Regions from separate parts of the Pan troglodytes genome. Here region 2 is linked to region 1. Evidence: chromatin contacts called from public Hi-C data. All regions are on one chromosome and are shown on one strand. Each heading gives the region's core, a stretch centred on a gene start, on an enhancer-like site or on the middle of the called end of the contact. The rest is flanking DNA. Distances are from core to core; before and after follow the strand shown. Region 1 overlaps TCF4 (transcription factor 4). Region 2 has its middle 140 kb from the start of TCF4.

What was found. A called contact is a pair of places that touch in the nucleus more often than the background predicts.
Region 2: a contact with region 1 is called in a Hi-C map of induced pluripotent stem cells, with 2.1 times the contacts expected there. The contact joins two enhancer-like sites. A contact is called at or near these places in 2 of 7 Hi-C or Micro-C datasets (induced pluripotent stem cells and stem cell-derived neural progenitor cells) and 1 of 1 datasets of contacts at active chromatin or transcription factors (stem cell-derived excitatory neurons).

What each region holds. Positions count from the first base shown.
Region 1 is chr17:65,639,085-65,642,097 of NHGRI_mPanTro3-v2.0_pri, forward strand. The region is part of intron 4 of TCF4 (transcription factor 4); the gene reads right to left. Among named protein-coding and RNA genes, the nearest start is that of TCF4, 54 kb to the right of the region's middle. Within about 2 kb of position 1,352, at least 4 of the 24 cell types and tissues checked have an H3K27ac peak or open chromatin away from gene starts, as enhancers often do. A contact at or near this core is called in induced pluripotent stem cells, where this site is marked.
Region 2 is chr17:65,835,771-65,839,031 of NHGRI_mPanTro3-v2.0_pri, forward strand. No RefSeq gene overlaps it. Among named protein-coding and RNA genes, the nearest start is that of TCF4, 140 kb to the left of the region's middle. Within about 2 kb of position 1,836, at least 14 of the 24 cell types and tissues checked have an H3K27ac peak or open chromatin away from gene starts, as enhancers often do. A contact at or near this core is called in induced pluripotent stem cells, where this site is marked.

The DNA.
Region 1 (3,013 bases), core at 102-2,601:
AGCACACTAATCCTCAAGCCCCATTACGCAGTACAAAGGACAGAAAGACAGCAGTGAGACCAAGGTTATTTCCAATAAAGGATTTGCAGGGCCACAGAGAATTAGCAAATAAAAACTTGTTTTTTAAAATAACAAATAAGAAAGCACAGTTTGGAACTCCTTATCTTGGGCCTCAGTTTTCTTTGCCTGTATAATGAAGGCACTGGGCAACATTTCTAATGGGTTTCTATACCCAAAATTCTGTGATTCTAACATAATGGGTTTAACGCCACTGTACTTCTTTTAACCTGTTAAATTACTCTGCCCTTTACAAAAAGCCACAGAACCCTTATGAATTATACCATTTACGATTTTAAGGGTGTTTTCACTCACTTATACACACACACACAATATTAAGCAGCTCTCCTCAACAAATATCTTTAAGGGGAAACCAATTTTTTTTTCATGCCATCACTATGAACTCAAAACTAATTCAGGATGTGACCACGTTAATTTTCTGTATCATACAAAACTATCCACCGGACTGATTTTTTTCCGCCTCAATGAATTCACTAAATTGGCATATTATGTTGGTGTCATGTGGATATAGGTTAGCTAACTTAGGTAAATTTCAGGCAATACTTTCCTCTTCCAAAAATGACCCACAACAAAGATGTGGTGTGTTTTAATGCTGCTCTTAATTGTTCAAACACTCGTTCATTTGACAATCTTTTAACAATACCTGAACACCTCAGTAAAACTAAACAGTCACAGGGGGAAAAGCTCAACTTTTAAACTAAGGGAGAAAGATGTAGTACCTGTCATAGACCAGCAGTAAATACATGTAACAGATGTGACCAGACCTGATCTAACAAGTTCTTTAGAATATATCATTTTAGTGGCCCAACTTTAAAACGACTTTTTAAAAAGATGTCAAAGCTAGGATGTTTATCTTTTCCTCACAAGAGTCAAAAGTAACCAAATAAACTGTCCTTCTGCTATATCAGAAAATTAAGTCCATACTCATCAATAAATTATAGACTCTTCAGATGATTTTCTTTTTTTGGTAACTTAGGCATCCTACTTTTCAATGAGAATAATTTTCCAATCATCCAGGCATGTGGATGCTTTTAGTTTGTTTTAAGATCAATGATATAACGGATATTAAATCCCTTTGTTTAAGTTACCATATAGGTTATAACTATTTCTTAAAAATAATTCCAGAGCCCACCAATTTTCCCTGTTAAGGTCATCGAAGCTCTGAACCATCATGGCTGAATTGTTTTAGTGCTTTCTGCTGAACACCTGCAAACATCAAACAAAAACTGCTAGTCCTTTCCTGGGTTGACAAAAGCCTTTCATGTGAAAAATGCTCCCTGGGAATGTCAGGCTGTAGCTCAGGTTACATTCCATTCTCCCTAGCAGCCTCACCATTTCTTAAGGTGGTAGGAAAAACCATGTTTGTGAAATGAAAGATTAAAGGGAATATGGCCACACTTTATTTTTATTCTCACATTGCAAATCACTATGGAGCATCCTATATTAATGGAATCAAAAGCTATTGGGAACTTTAAGCATGGATTATTACCATGCCTCACTTTGAAAAACCATAGCTGATTTTTCAAATAGGAACAGTCTACTTATAGTTTAGATCTTTCCTAAATCCAAGTTTCAAAGCAATCCATGAAAGGGACATCTGAGTCCACTCAAGACAATGGATATTAACTTGAAGTAAATTTAGAAAATTATTTCTCTCTCCAAAGTTTCCTAGTTGATCCTTCCAATTAAAGGGCAAAATGCAGTATTCATGATTTTTAAAATGTATTACGCTTTTTAAAAGATTTAACTCTTTTAAGTGGAAATACAACCCGTTTTCTTAACTAACAGCCCTGTGTTCAAATATTATCTTGACAGAGGAAAACTGAACACTCCAATCTGTACCCTACATATTATAATCACCATCATACTACATGAAATGAATACCCTGCATTCTCATTCAGGCTGCTAGAATAAAAGGACCATTACACTTTTTACCCTTACAAGTAAACATTTGGTCCTGAAAACACCATTTCTGGTACAACGTAACTTAAAGTTCCACACCTTCAAAATAATCACTGTGTATGCATTAGAAGCAGTGTAACATGACTTATTAAGAGTGAAGTCTCTCTCCAGGTTTGCATGCATGAACATATGTGTGTATGTGTATGTGTGTATGTGTGTGTGTTATTGTCTTCAGAACTGTGTAAGTGTTGATATATCATCACTTACCAAAATGCATTAATACATATTCAACTTATTAAGCCTGTATTCTCTATAAACATTTAAACATCATATCAAGAACTTTATTTAAATGTGAACATAGAAAATGGATCAGACATACAGTTGTCTTTTTAAATGTAACACAATCTCATATTTCTAAACACCTTACTTTATTAAATATCTAATGTAATATACTTAAGTTATTCTAAATGCATATTTTCACAACATTGCAAACTAGTCTTTTAGCATTGACTTTAAAAGTAGTCTATCTCTGTGTCTGTCTGACATAAGCTACTTTTAGATTGAAACTGAATACACATTTTTAAGTTAAGTCATAAAAAAATTACTGTCAAAAACAGTTAGTTTTGATCTTGTCTAACATGAAAAATTAATTTGCCCACAAAAGATACTTGTCCTTACCTTTACATCAAACATGCATATTAACATTTTCCATCTTAAAAGTTGCATAGAAGATACCATACAGAAATTTAAAGATATAATACTAATATAAAAACTATCCCAAATCCCTAAGTGGAAAACATAACCAGGTCCAGGATAGTAAAACACAAACATATTGTCTGTCAATGGTCCTTTTAATCAATGTGCACCAGAAAACTAAAATAAAAATACAAGAAGCATCTCACATTTTTTAAAACAAGTTATCGAGACACAAATTCCCTAAACTTAGGCAGGCAATAGAAGGAGAAGGAACTTATTTGGAAATGAGCAACTTTTAAAGCCATTAGTTTTATAAAAATATACCAATTACACAAAT
Region 2 (3,261 bases), core at 586-3,085, 200 kb after region 1:
CATACTCGTGAGAATCCAAGTCTATTCCCCAGAGCCAGCCCCAGGCAAAATTGCTGAAGAGCTGAAGTTAGTGGTGCTCCCTATCCTGCTCTCAAATGCTTTAATTAAATGAAACATTGCTAACTCTGTTGAGTATCTGCTACATATCAGGCATTCTGTTAAGGACTTTCACCTATACTCTTTTATTTTATCATCACAAGCGTCTTGCAAGGGCTTATTTGTCTCATTTTAAAGACAAGGACTCAGAGGCCCAGAGAGGTTAAGAAAGTTGCCCTTGGTCACACAGCTAGGCACAGTCACCATTCAAATTCATAGCCAGATCTGTATCATTTGAAAGCTGTGCTTGCTCTCACTGAGTGGGATCAATACTTCGTAATAGCCTTTCCATGCCTTTTAAACTCAATCATACAGATAGTTTATCCGCTTTCCAACTAAAATTCAAATTGTCCTTAATTTGAAACAGTCTAAAGCTTTTCCGTTTTCTTCTCAAATAATGGAAGCTTCCAGAAGAAAATGGATATCTGCCTAATTATATCTGGTAGCTCTATCAGTTTAAACAGAACCTTATTAAAGGAATTTCAGCACTTTTCAGTTTTCTCAAATTGTCACACCTTTCCCCAAACCACTTCGTAGATAACAAGAAAATTCACGGGCTTGTCTTTCTTTGGGCTTAACATAATTTCCCCACTAATCTAAAGATCCCCCCAAAAGTTAATTAATTTCTCAGATTCCCTTGGTAACTAATCGAGAGTTTAAAACATTCTCAAAGAATTTTTGACTCTTTAATCAATTATAATTCTGTCCTAAGTAGCTATATGCCCTCAGGCAATTTACTTTGGGCCTCTGAGATACAAATTTCTCGTCTGTAAAAACCCGAATTAAAAGTATCGCCCTTCCTCTTGGGTTGTGAGTAGAATTAGATGAGATAATGTAAGTAAAGTTCTTGATACATGGGGGGTGGGGGCGGGAGGGCTCAGCAAGGCGCACCTTATTTCACACGTGCCTCTCCTTTGCATATTCATGTGTCCTCTATTTAAAGGCCAGTGTGTCATACTAAGGGTTTTCTCTTTCTTTTTCTCCAGGACACATTATATTTCCTACTCCTTAACTCTCTTCTAAGAGACCTTGTTTGTCAATCATGTACTTATGCAACTTCTCCATTCTACATTACACTGAAGAACAAGACCTAACAGGATTTGGATAAAACCAGTAACAGAACACTCTTCCATCTCCCTATCCACTTCCCCCTTCCCCTCCCCCCAAAACCAAAACCAAAACCAAAACCAAAAAAACCTTACAAACAAACGGGGGAAAAAAAACCCCAGTGTGACAGAGAAAACCCAAAAGTTATCAATTCAGTAATCTCCATTTAGTGTTTAAAAAAGAATGTCAAAAGGGTAGCTTGCAAGTAAGAATAAAAGAGGTTTTTCATGACCAGCTTTTCCCATTCCCCATTATCCCTCAGCAGCAGCTTTTGGTGTCTCTGGTACGAGGCAAGGTGTCGAGGGGGGCCATATTAACCCCCTGTGAATGCCTGGCCGATAATTAACATCTTGGGTCCGAGAACCGATACAATGAGCTGGGGGAACGGAATCTTTCTCAACCAGTAATAGGTAATTGAACGCTTTTGCTGATTTGATTATAAGGAATAACTCTTGGTGATTAAAACCAAAGCTGGGTTAAAATCCTAAAGCTGGGGGACAGCTGAAGCACCCACTTCACGACTTAACGTTTCAGGAATATGAATTCTATGTTCAGAAAATTTCCCCACACTCTTCTTCGCTGGCACATTCACTGATGTAGAAAATGCCAGGAGCCCCGGGGGTGTGATGTTTCCGGTGGATAATGTCTCCCGTCCCCTGCCCCGGGGCCCAGACAGTTGGTGCTTAAGCGTCTACAATGTAGAGTTTCCTGCATTTTCCTCGGGCCGCCATTTGTCTACCTGTCCCATCCAGGACATCTCCCTAAATAATCTCTAAGTGGAAAAATCACGGTCCTCTAGGAGATTTATCCGGGAACGAACGTGCGTGGGGCAGTTCAAATTCCTGAGCTCAGATTTCGTTTCCCGCGGTCGGTGGGGCCCGAGGGATCCGCACAGCTGTGCCTGAGAGGTGCTGCTCTCCCGCCACCGAAGTCGCTGGGAAATTCTGCTGCACTGACGTGTGAGACATTTTAATCTCGGATGTTCTAATCCTGCGAGCAAAAAAAAAAAAAAAAAAAAAAAGTTTGAACCAGGTACTGGGCTTTTGTCACGGTGAACCCCACCCGCGCCGTCCCTTCATTCACTCAGGCGAGGTGGCTTGGATTTGCACCTCGTTGAAGAAGCCTCCCATGCGACATCTCCGCCAGCACCCCGCGCGGACTTGGCTGGGCGGCGGCGGGGAGTCAGCTTGTCCCCGCACGGCGGCCGGGACCGCAGCCCCTGGGTGCGCAGTGCGCCTCTCGCTGCGCCCTCCTAGAGCGCGGGTCCCCTGCCTGTGCCCGGCGCGACGCGATCTCCCTGCTAGTCGGGCTCCGCGTGCTCCGTGTGCTCCCCGCGCTCCCCGCAGCCTCCGCGCAGCCCGCAGCGCCCTCCAGCCCCGCCTCGCGGCCGCGGGAACCCGGCGCCTGCAGCCCCGCCCGGAACCGACCGCCAGGCGCTGTTGCCGCCGGCCACGCAACGCGGGGCCTCTGCGTGGCACCAGCCCCAGGTGCCTTGTCTCGGGTCGTGCTGTCGCGCGACACTGGGGACCCAAGAGGCCGCCGGCTCCTCAGCTGGCCCCACAGCTTCCCTGCGGCTCAGCGGCCTCCCACCCAGGAGAAACCCACATTTGATGACAGTTTTGAATCAAGCCGAGCATTCCCCCAGATGTTCAGCTACCTCAATTTCTAATGATTCCACAATCCCTTGTGATTCATCTCTTTCCTCCTAAGGGTTGCCAATGGCTCAAAGTTTAGACTTGGGATATAAAAAACTCTATTCACAGCCTTATTAGGAGGAGTAGGTGGGGAAGGGGAACTGGATACTGAATGGATTTTTTAATCTACGGAGAAAAATCACTCAACTGAGACCCGGCCTCTTTAATTTTCCTTTCTGAATCTCAATGACTTCCTCTATAAAATAAAATGCAAAACAATGATATCTCACCTGCGTCAGAAAGTTGGTCACATGGTCTCATGAAGTCTCTTTCAAGTCTAGGATCTCTATGATTTTGTGATCAGTAGATTGAAATTTAAGATTAGAAACAGGTTATTTCTTGAAAGCAGTAAATGGAGGGCATT